Regions from separate parts of the Mus musculus genome. Here region 1 is linked to region 2. The links are chromatin contacts, called in public Hi-C maps. All regions are on one chromosome and are shown on one strand. The core of a region is the stretch at or near the end of the contact, and the rest is flanking DNA. Distances in the headings are between cores, read along the strand shown.

Region 1 (4,654 bases), core at 1,756-4,255, 200 kb before region 2:
CTTTCAGCAGACACATAGTGATTTGATCTCAGATCGCAGAATGCATGCATCCTTTGTCCTATGGTGGATTGTCTTACAGAGGAACTTGAGATAAGCCCTGTAGTAGAAGTTTGTTTTGAGAGTTGCAGGGAATGGTGGTGAATAGTGAGATGGGAGGGAAGGCCTTACTACTCAGCAGCTAGTTAATGCCAGAAGGAAAAGTGGGGCAAAGGCTGTGTTTCACAAGTACTCCAGCAAAGAGGAGACGTGATACTTACTGCCAGCTCCACTCAGATCCCATTCTGAGGTCTACGAAAGAAGCTGTAGGAGTGAGCCTCTGTCCTGCCACTTAGGTGAGAGGCTGGAGACCAAATTAATACAGTCTCCTATGCTACTGTGTATTTGCATTATATCTGTACCTCTCAAGAGTGGCTGCCCCCAAACATATATGTGTATGATGTGTGTGTGTGTGTGTGTTTGTATGTTTATGTATTCATACATGTATATATATATAATTCTTGGTCCCAGGAAGCCCACACCTCATTTGGAACTCCAGAGCAGCTGCCATCCAGGTACAGGCTGAGGACTCAGGTACAGTCACTGTGTGTCTGCCTTATCTCTTCAGTCTCACAGTTGTGGTTTCCAACTGGTTGTAGGAAAAATCCTATATGGAGAAAACTCACATTCATTATGTTGGTTTGGGGACAACACCCTCACACACACACACACACACACACACACAATGTCACTTTACTTCATTGGCTATAAATAAATCCATATTTTCAGTTAAATTACAGAAGGGCTGGGCCTTGTGACTCCTGGCTAAGCAGTATTTTTCCAGAAAGAAATCCACACTGACAGAATCAACCCAGTTTCTTCTGTCACGCAGCTGCTGTCTCTCCCTGGAATCCTATGGGTCGTGCTTTCATTCTTCTGACCCCCTGACCCCTCCATAGGGTACTCTGTGCTCATCCTCCCTGGAGGCTTGGAAACACAGTGGGAGCCAATAAGAAGTTTTGTGTGGGTATTTTGATGAGGAGAGGTGGAGGGAATTCCAGTAGAAGGGTATTTTCCCATATCTCCCTCAGAGAAGTCCCATGTGTACAATTGACACTCTTCACAGAAGTTACGACTATAGCTCCATAGCCCTACAGGTTTTTTTTTCAACCTCAGCTTTTTTCTTATGTGATGAGATCTAGGGCCAGCCCCTCAGCCAAACTGAGCCTTGGGGCCCCATAGTGAGAATCACTGAGATACTCTGAGCAAGATTGTCCTGCGCACAGGACACTGAGGTCAGGGCTTGCAGGCTCTCAAGTAACATTTGTCAACGAAATAGAAGGATGGATAAAAACCTTAAATAAATAGGAATCATACAACCCAGCAGGTTCTAGCAGGTTAAAAAAAGATGCATAGTGAGCTACACATCGCTGCCGACTTAGCACGTTTCCATCACGCCTCAGACAAATGCAAAACCCAAATGCAGGCTCCCCAGCCTTGGCAGCTCTCCATTGCCCCTTCATCTCCTTTCCCTCAGCAACCAGCCCTCATTGTTCATCTTTATGTTCTGGAACCTTCACGCAACTGGAAGCCTAAAGCCTATTAGCTTCATGACTGGCTTCTTTTATTTTTCATAATTTCAAGTTATGGCAGCACCTGCTCTTACAAACAATATTCAGTGAGGGACACAGGTGACCAATTTATTTATTGTTCAGTTCATGAACATTTATTTGGGCTGTTTCTGCCCCTTAAAATATTAGAAATAAATGCTCTTTGTACAGATAGTTTTTTACTGCTCATGGTTTTAATTATTGTAGGTATGTTAGTAGGACTGGAACTCTCTGCCTAGCTATCAGAGAAACTAAGTCTTTAAACTAAGTGATAATCTATAACTTGTGTTTTCCTCTCCTGAGCTGATCCTCTCTATTTCCTGATCACACAGTGATGCCCACAGCTACTTTGAGTGGAGCTATGGCATTTGCTTAGCCAGCTGTACCAGACTGTATTCAACCAAAGCACTGTCCTAAGGCATTTGATGGTCCTAGGAAGGGGATCTCAGCAGCTTCCTTCAATAGCACCTTGTGAAAGACCCTCTCCCAAGTGCATGCTTATACCGTAGCCCCATGGTTTGCAGCTTGGACACATATGCCAGACTCTTCCTGACCTCACATCTGTTCTGGTTAATATTCAAAGTATTCCTGGATCAATGGGCAGGTAGGTGGTAAAAGCCAAGGATTTTGAAATGGAGTTGAATTATTATAAGAAAGATCTATACCTAAAGTTCTGCCCTGAACTGAGTGAGTTCCCAAACTTGGTTGCATGTGGCCCAAGATAGGGCCACTTGGCAAGATGACTATACAAATAATCTAAACTTCTCCAAGGAGGGTAGTTGAAGCTTAACGTTGTTACCAAACACAAGAGTCCAAAATGCTAGAAAAGGGAGGCAGAGACATGTGCCCTGATCTCCCTGGTGAACAGCTGTGGAGCTGTGAATTTCTCTAAAAAATTTCAGCCTGTTATAAGAATCCCCCCACCTCACTAAAGCTTTTCACTGCCTGGAGGTATTTGCTTGACTTTGAGATCTCCTGGCACTCTGAAGCGAGAGTGTTACAAGGAAAAATATTTATGAAAGAAGTGGGAGGGAGTGGGTAGGGGAGCAGGGTGGGGGGAGAGTATAGGGGACTTTTGGAATAGCATTTGAAATGTAAATGAAGAAAATATCTAATAAAAAGTTTTTTTTTTTAAAAGAAGCTGTTGATCTGTCATCTGAGAGTTTCATACTAATTGTTTATATATAAGACAGCTAATGCTGGGTGCATGAGTGTTCAGATAAAGCAGGGTAAACTTGGAAGAGCTGTGGCTAAGGAAGAGAAAGAGGTGTTTGTGTGTGTGTGTGTGTGTGTGTGTGTGTGTGTGTGTGTGTGTGTGTAGTTCTGTATTGTGTAATTGGGCTCTGTGGGCAGGACTCCTGGGAGGTTCCCAGGATGTGGGCAGGACCTTACACACCCCTTCCTTGTGGATCAGAGTTAGAAGGTCCATTGACTTGGGAGCCTGTCCATGCAAGATGTTCCTTAGCACTCTGTTCCTGGTGTCTCTAGCAACCTGTGTGATTTGCGGTGAGTACTTTTGAAATACAAATTTGTGGGGGACACAAAGAGTAGCAGGGTTGTGCATAGAGCACAGACAAGACAGATTTAGTTCTGCAGGAGAACTCACTCTCCAGACTTGGATTTGCCTCTAAGTGGCCTACACCATGGTGCAGGACACTCTGAGATCAAGAGACACTAAAATCCCTGAGTCCCTGCAGCACACTTAGGTACAGAGGACGAAGAGCCAACTCCAGCACAAGAGGAATCAAGACAGGTTGGTTCCCTTACTTCACTGGACTATAGAGGATTAGTTGGTTTCATTTCTAAAGCTTTTTAGGTACACTTGCAATAGGATGCCCCTTCATGCCTTTACATGTAGTGGGTCCTCCATTATTAATACATAATACATAAATATAGGATGTACTAATAGAAAATACACAGTATGGTCAAGCTAGCACATCAGGACCAAATAGTCATTGAAAAACCACTTTGTTGTTCATTTTCCCCAAGAAGAAAGTCATAGTACTAAGGTAGGGGGGACAGGACGTGCCAGGTCAGTGAGGAGGCTCAGGCTGGGGAGCCTGTAGCAAATGCCTCTTTTGTTAGCATTTCAAGGAACTTTAGGGAACAGTGCACATCTCAAGTGTCTGGTACCAGGTTCAGGGTAATGAGGGCAGATGGACAGGCAGACAGTAGTCCATGCTATCATAAAGGAGATGTTTAGTTAGGGTCATGCCTCTGAAATTGATAGACTCTGAGAGAGACAGTTCCCAAGAGTCATGATAGCCTCCTAAACATCAGATACATGAGTTAAATTCATGGTAAATATGTGGTTATAGCATTGATTTCAATGTATATCTGTGCCATTAATAGGTGGCCTGTAAAAACTGGTATGTTCTTCCAAGTTTATCTGGCAAATCATGTCCAGGGCTGTCTCTAGCACTTAAATACAGAGCCAGTACTCAGCAATCAATCCCTTAAATGCCTCACCCTGTGTGGACAGGTGACGTTGAGAGAGGCCTGGAACTGAAGGACCCAGATTTGAAGCAGAACATGCCTTTGCTGCTGGTTACCCTGGCAACGGCATACTCTCCATTTTTAGGAACTCCACACAGGATTGATTCTTCCAAGTTAAATAGACACACCAATAGTTACCTAGAAAGACGATATTGTTATGAATTCAAGAAACTGGGATGTACCTCTGGTATACAGTAGGCATTACATGTGTGTGCAATGTTGTAAGTCATAGCTTCTGTTGGCAATGTTCTCACCCTACCCCCACCCCTTGCATGCAAGCACATTTTGCTCTAGGTAATCCTGTTGAAAGTTCATAGTTAATTCAGCCATGCCTAGTCACCTATAATCAGACTTTGCCCTCTTTCATCTCGGAAGTATTTTTTTATCCCTCCTCCTCCTGGTCATCCTCCTCCCCCTCCTCCCCCTCCTCCTGCTCCTCTTCCTCCTCTTCCTCCTCTTCCTCCTCCTCCCTCTCCTCCTCCTCTTAAGGCTTCCATGGTTCATGCCTTCTCCTGCCAGAACTCTTGGTGGGTGTTCTCACTCAGCTATAGCTGTGCCTCTCTGTGATCTTG
Region 2 (4,692 bases), core at 731-3,230:
GCTCTAGCACTTAACAACTGAGCCAATTTCTCCATTCCCAAGCAATTTAATATTTTTTAAAGTCTTATTTTACTTACTTCTCCTGTTCCCATTCCAGACACCACTACTCTCCCACCAAGACTGTCCTTTCCAGTCCCCCACAAAAAGTGTTTGACTTGATTTCTTTTTTTTTAATTTCTTTTATTTTTTAAAATTAGGTATTTTCTTCTTTTACATTTCCAATAGTCCCCCATATTCTCCCTACCAACTCCCCTACCCACCCACTCCCACTTCTTGGCCCTGGCGTTCCCCTGTACTGGGGCATATAAAGTTTGCAAGTCCAATGGGCCTCTCTTTCCAATGATGGCCGACTAGGCCATCTTCTGCTACATATGCAGCTAGAGACACGAGCTCTGGGGACTACTGGTTAGTTCATATTGTTGTTCCACCTATAGGGTTGCAGACCCCTTTAGCTCCTTGGGTACTTTCTCTAGCTCCTCCATTGGGGGCCCTGTGATCCATCCAATTGCTGACTGTGAGCATCCACTTCTGTGTTTGCTAGGCCCCGGTATAGCCTCACAAGAGACAGCTATATCAGGGTTCTTTCTTAAACAAGGTCAAAGCAATGCTTTATAGTCACACCTTCCTTCACCACAAACTTTCCAAATGTCTTATCACTGTATTAGAGACACATGCTTCTTTCCAAGGCTCCTGGGCTGCTGGGGTTAAGAAACAGGAACAACACCACATAGTGAAATCAGAAATCAAACAGTACATATTCTCTTTTATTTTGCTTTATCTAGGTACATTCAAGTGGTGCTAATGCAAAACATTTTGGACATTTTAAATAATTCATAGATAAGGGCTATAGATGTGTCTCAGCCATTAAGAGCAATGGCTGCTTTTCTAGAGGACATATGTTCAGTTTCTAGAACCCATACATTGGTTCACAATCTATAACTCCATTTCCTGGTGTCTTGAAGACCTCCCTCTTCTGGCCATTGCGGGCATTGTATACACATGCTGCATAGATATATACGCAGTCAAATGCACAAAAAGTAAATAAAATCTCCAAGAAAGAAAGAATTCATAGATAGATGCATATGTGGATGATTAGACAAAGGATTGTGGTTCACAAAGTTTATTTGACTTAAGGACAATGTTGTGTTTGAATGAGGACTGTTCCCATAGTCTTGGGCTTTCACTTGATCCCCAGTTAGTGGTGCTGTTTGGAGATATTTAGAAGATATAGACTTCTTAGAGGAAGTATGTCAGTGGAGGTAGGCTTAGAGAATTTAAAGTCTCTCATCATTTCTAGTTCACTCTCTACTGTGAGCTTACATTTAAGTATTATGATCAGGCTTGCTACACGTCACCATGCTTTTGCGCTGCCATTATGGACTCTTCTCCCTCCGGACACTTTCTCCTCCTTATGATGTCTTTGCTCTTCGTGTTTCATCACAGCAAGCAGAAGTAACTAATACAAACATTGTGGCTAAGCAGCCCTGATCCAAAAGCAGTGAGATCATTAACAGAGGTATACACTGGTGCTTCAGGTTACCTGGCAGGAATAGTCAACATCAGAAAACAACACTGGCTGAAGAGTGAGATTAGAAAACTTCCAAACTTGAGACCATCTCTTCTAGGAAATAGATGCATGGCAGCTGGGAAGTGTGCAATGTTCCCAGCCGAGCAACACTGGGGACTTCTTCCTGACTGCATGCATCTGCTTGCTGGTACCTGCCTTGAGAAGTTCAAGGTGCACTGAGCTTTTCAGTTAGAAGTGTTTGCATAAGAGGTTGGCTTGATATCAGAGAGTGGGTAGTGTCTTTAAAGAAAAAGAAGAGTAAACTCGTAGTGGGTGTGGCTTGGAGGTCCTAACAAATACCTTGGGAGCTCTTTGGAGAGGGGGAGCTTTATGTAATTATGCTAATTGGTCTAGAGGTGGGTCCACAGCAAAGAGGCTCTCTATTTGAGCTGCAGACACCTCCCTGTCTCCTAGAGTTCCTGTCCTTCCTTCTACCATGTGGCTCCATGCTCTGGTCTGGGCTTCTCTTGCTCTTTGCCCAATATGGGGTAAGTTCTTCTGGATTACAAACATTGGGTTGTACATTTGGAAACCTGTCCTTGATGAAGTGGGTGAAATGTATACAGAGCAAGCACAAAACAGTTCACTGACCCTTGTACGGGCTTAGATGGGCGACATTTATACCTCCAAACAGATTACTTTTTAGTTGGCCCTCTCTTTAATGTTGGGAGGAAAAGAGACCTTAGAAGTTCAAGTGACTATCAATGATGCAAGCCTAAAAGTCACTAAACCAACCATGAATCCAGGTTTGACCATCATCTCTGATGTTTCCTCATGTTTTCTCCAATATCAGGACACTCACCCTCATCACCGGTAGTGGACACCACCCAAGGCAAAATCCTGGGAAAGTACACCAGCTTAGAAGGATTTGAACACCCTGTGGCAGTTTTCCTGGGAGTCCCCTTTGCCAAGCCCCCTCTTGGATCCCTGAGGTTTGCTCCACCAGAGCCTGCAGAGCCCTGGAGCTTTGTGAAGAATGCCACCTCCTATCCTCCTATGTAAGTTACAAGGGTGGGGATTGTTTCAGTGGACATGTGTTATGGTAAGTATGTAAAGTGAATTGGGGCTTTCTACCATGCCTTGGATCATTTAGCTCCCAGATAAAAGACATAAAACTTTTATATTTATAGTAAGACTTTAAACCACTATAAATGGGTAGATATCTAATCTCTAAGCTATTTTGTCTACTTCCCTATCAATAACCATGAGATATAATTTGCCATATTCCACCTGGGCTGCTCTTATACCAATTGGCCAGCCCTTATGGCCACATTTTCATGATTCTCCTACCCAATGGTGTCTTATCCTCTCTTTACCTTCACTCCTTCCTCTGGTGGTCCTGCCTCAAACCCCAAGGCCAAGAGCTGAAACTTTTTCTACCTCTCCTCTTCCCAGTTATAGGCTGTAGGCAGCTCTATTGACTAATCAAGGATAAATTGGTGTATATGAGAGTTTCCCCTTCCCTGAGTTAACCAGAACCAGTACTTAGCATTATAACAGCAGATCAAAAGGGGGTATATGAGATAGGTATACCTATCTCACGGTGATCCAAGATGGAGACAAGGCAATCCTCTGACTAGCTATATTAACAGCAATTATTGGCATTCCTGAGAGCATCATGAGTCCTTAAATATGGTCTAGATACTAAGAACTTTCGTAGTTTTCCAAACCCTTTATTTAGCACAAATGTACTGAGTACCTGTGGTGAACCAGTACTGTTCTGGGTTTTTAGGAAACATGAAGGGAAGCAAGTTGCTAAATCTTTTATCCTATTGGCTGGAAAGAGAATATAAGAAGTCTGTAGATTAGTACATCAATCATGCAATATACTAGAACATCCTAAATGCTTTGGAAAACAGTAATTGATCAGGTGAGGGAGATGAGAAGTAAGATGCTATATCATTGTGATTTGAACTTTAGTGTTGCTTAGGAGTGCGGTGGGTGTGGACTTGTGGGTGAGTAGAATAGAAAAGATGACAGCAATTACTCAGCCCAGATCTACCTAGCTACTTATTCACAAGCAATTACCAAGGTTGTATCACATCACTCCTGGCAACTGAGTGAACAAGCCCAAGAATTCCAGATGGCCTCATGGCCACCTCAGAGAACCTCAAAAACATACAAATGTCAGATCAGAGAGCATTTGTGTCCTCCTCAAGGTTCCTCTGGGAGTTTCCAGGATTCTATACTTGGCTATCTTCTCACCATTTCATGCCTTTTGTCTACAACTAATAAGTGCTAAGTGCTATGTACTTCATTTACATTTTGCTTGCAAAGTCAGACACTTACTATCACAAAAAGTTAAACACACACACACACACTCACACACACACAGACATACACACTTACATGGAAGTGAAATAGAGTTAAAATCATGTACAATTCGACAGCTCAGAGAGAACTGCTATTAACAATTGAGATCATGCTTTCAAGACATTTTTCTCTGTAAACCCTCCATTAAACAGAGATGAAAAATAGAGAGTGTATCGGTGGCAGCCTGGCACATTCATATGCATCAGCATCCTTTCATGCCATATTGAAAATATATTTTATATTATAATATAATATTAATTGTATATAATGATTAATATAATAAATAATATGATGAATATAAGACTATATATACATATATGTACATTTACATATACATATACTGTTAATATTTATTAACTGTGCATAATTGGGTCCTAAAGTATTATTTATTTACACAGTCTTCTATTTGGGTTGATTAAAGTAGTTTGGTTTCCTTGGCTATAAACAAAATTCTAATGGATTTATTACATACAACCATAAACAGTTTGGGACAAATTCACAAAGGTAATATTGCTGAGTCAAAAAATGAACTTTGGCATTTATCTCCATACAAAACCAAACTCTGCACAATTCTCCTATGAAAACTTAAAAACTTCTATCCCTGGCTTTTACCCATGCCTGGGCTTACTTGATGAATTTTTAATGGTGCACTGGATAAACAAACTGAGACCATAACAATAATAAACAGAAACTTTGTTTCTATACTTCATTTTTTCTAAACATTAGTGAACTTGAACTTTTCTATCCGCATTTAACATATGAATTTATATTTTTATGAATATAATGCACTACTCACAGTGATGTAGCAAAAA

Evidence for each region. A called contact is a pair of places that touch in the nucleus more often than the background predicts.
Region 1: a Hi-C map of liver shows a contact between it and region 2, with 1.9 times the contacts expected there. The contact joins the promoter of Ces1f here to the promoter of Ces1b in region 2. A contact is called at or near these places in 1 of 39 promoter capture datasets (liver) and 1 of 484 Hi-C or Micro-C datasets (liver).

What each region holds. Positions count from the first base shown.
Region 1 is chr8:93,278,087-93,282,740 of GRCm38.p6, reverse strand. Ces1f (carboxylesterase 1F) reads left to right here and starts at 3,005. Exons shown (of 14, transcript NM_144930.2): 1 at 3,005-3,092. The coding sequence starts at 3,041.
Region 2 is chr8:93,077,228-93,081,919 of GRCm38.p6, reverse strand. It overlaps Ces1b (carboxylesterase 1B), which reads left to right and starts at 1,980. Exons shown (of 13, transcript NM_001381922.1): 1 at 1,980-2,055; 2 at 2,361-2,565. The coding sequence starts at 2,004.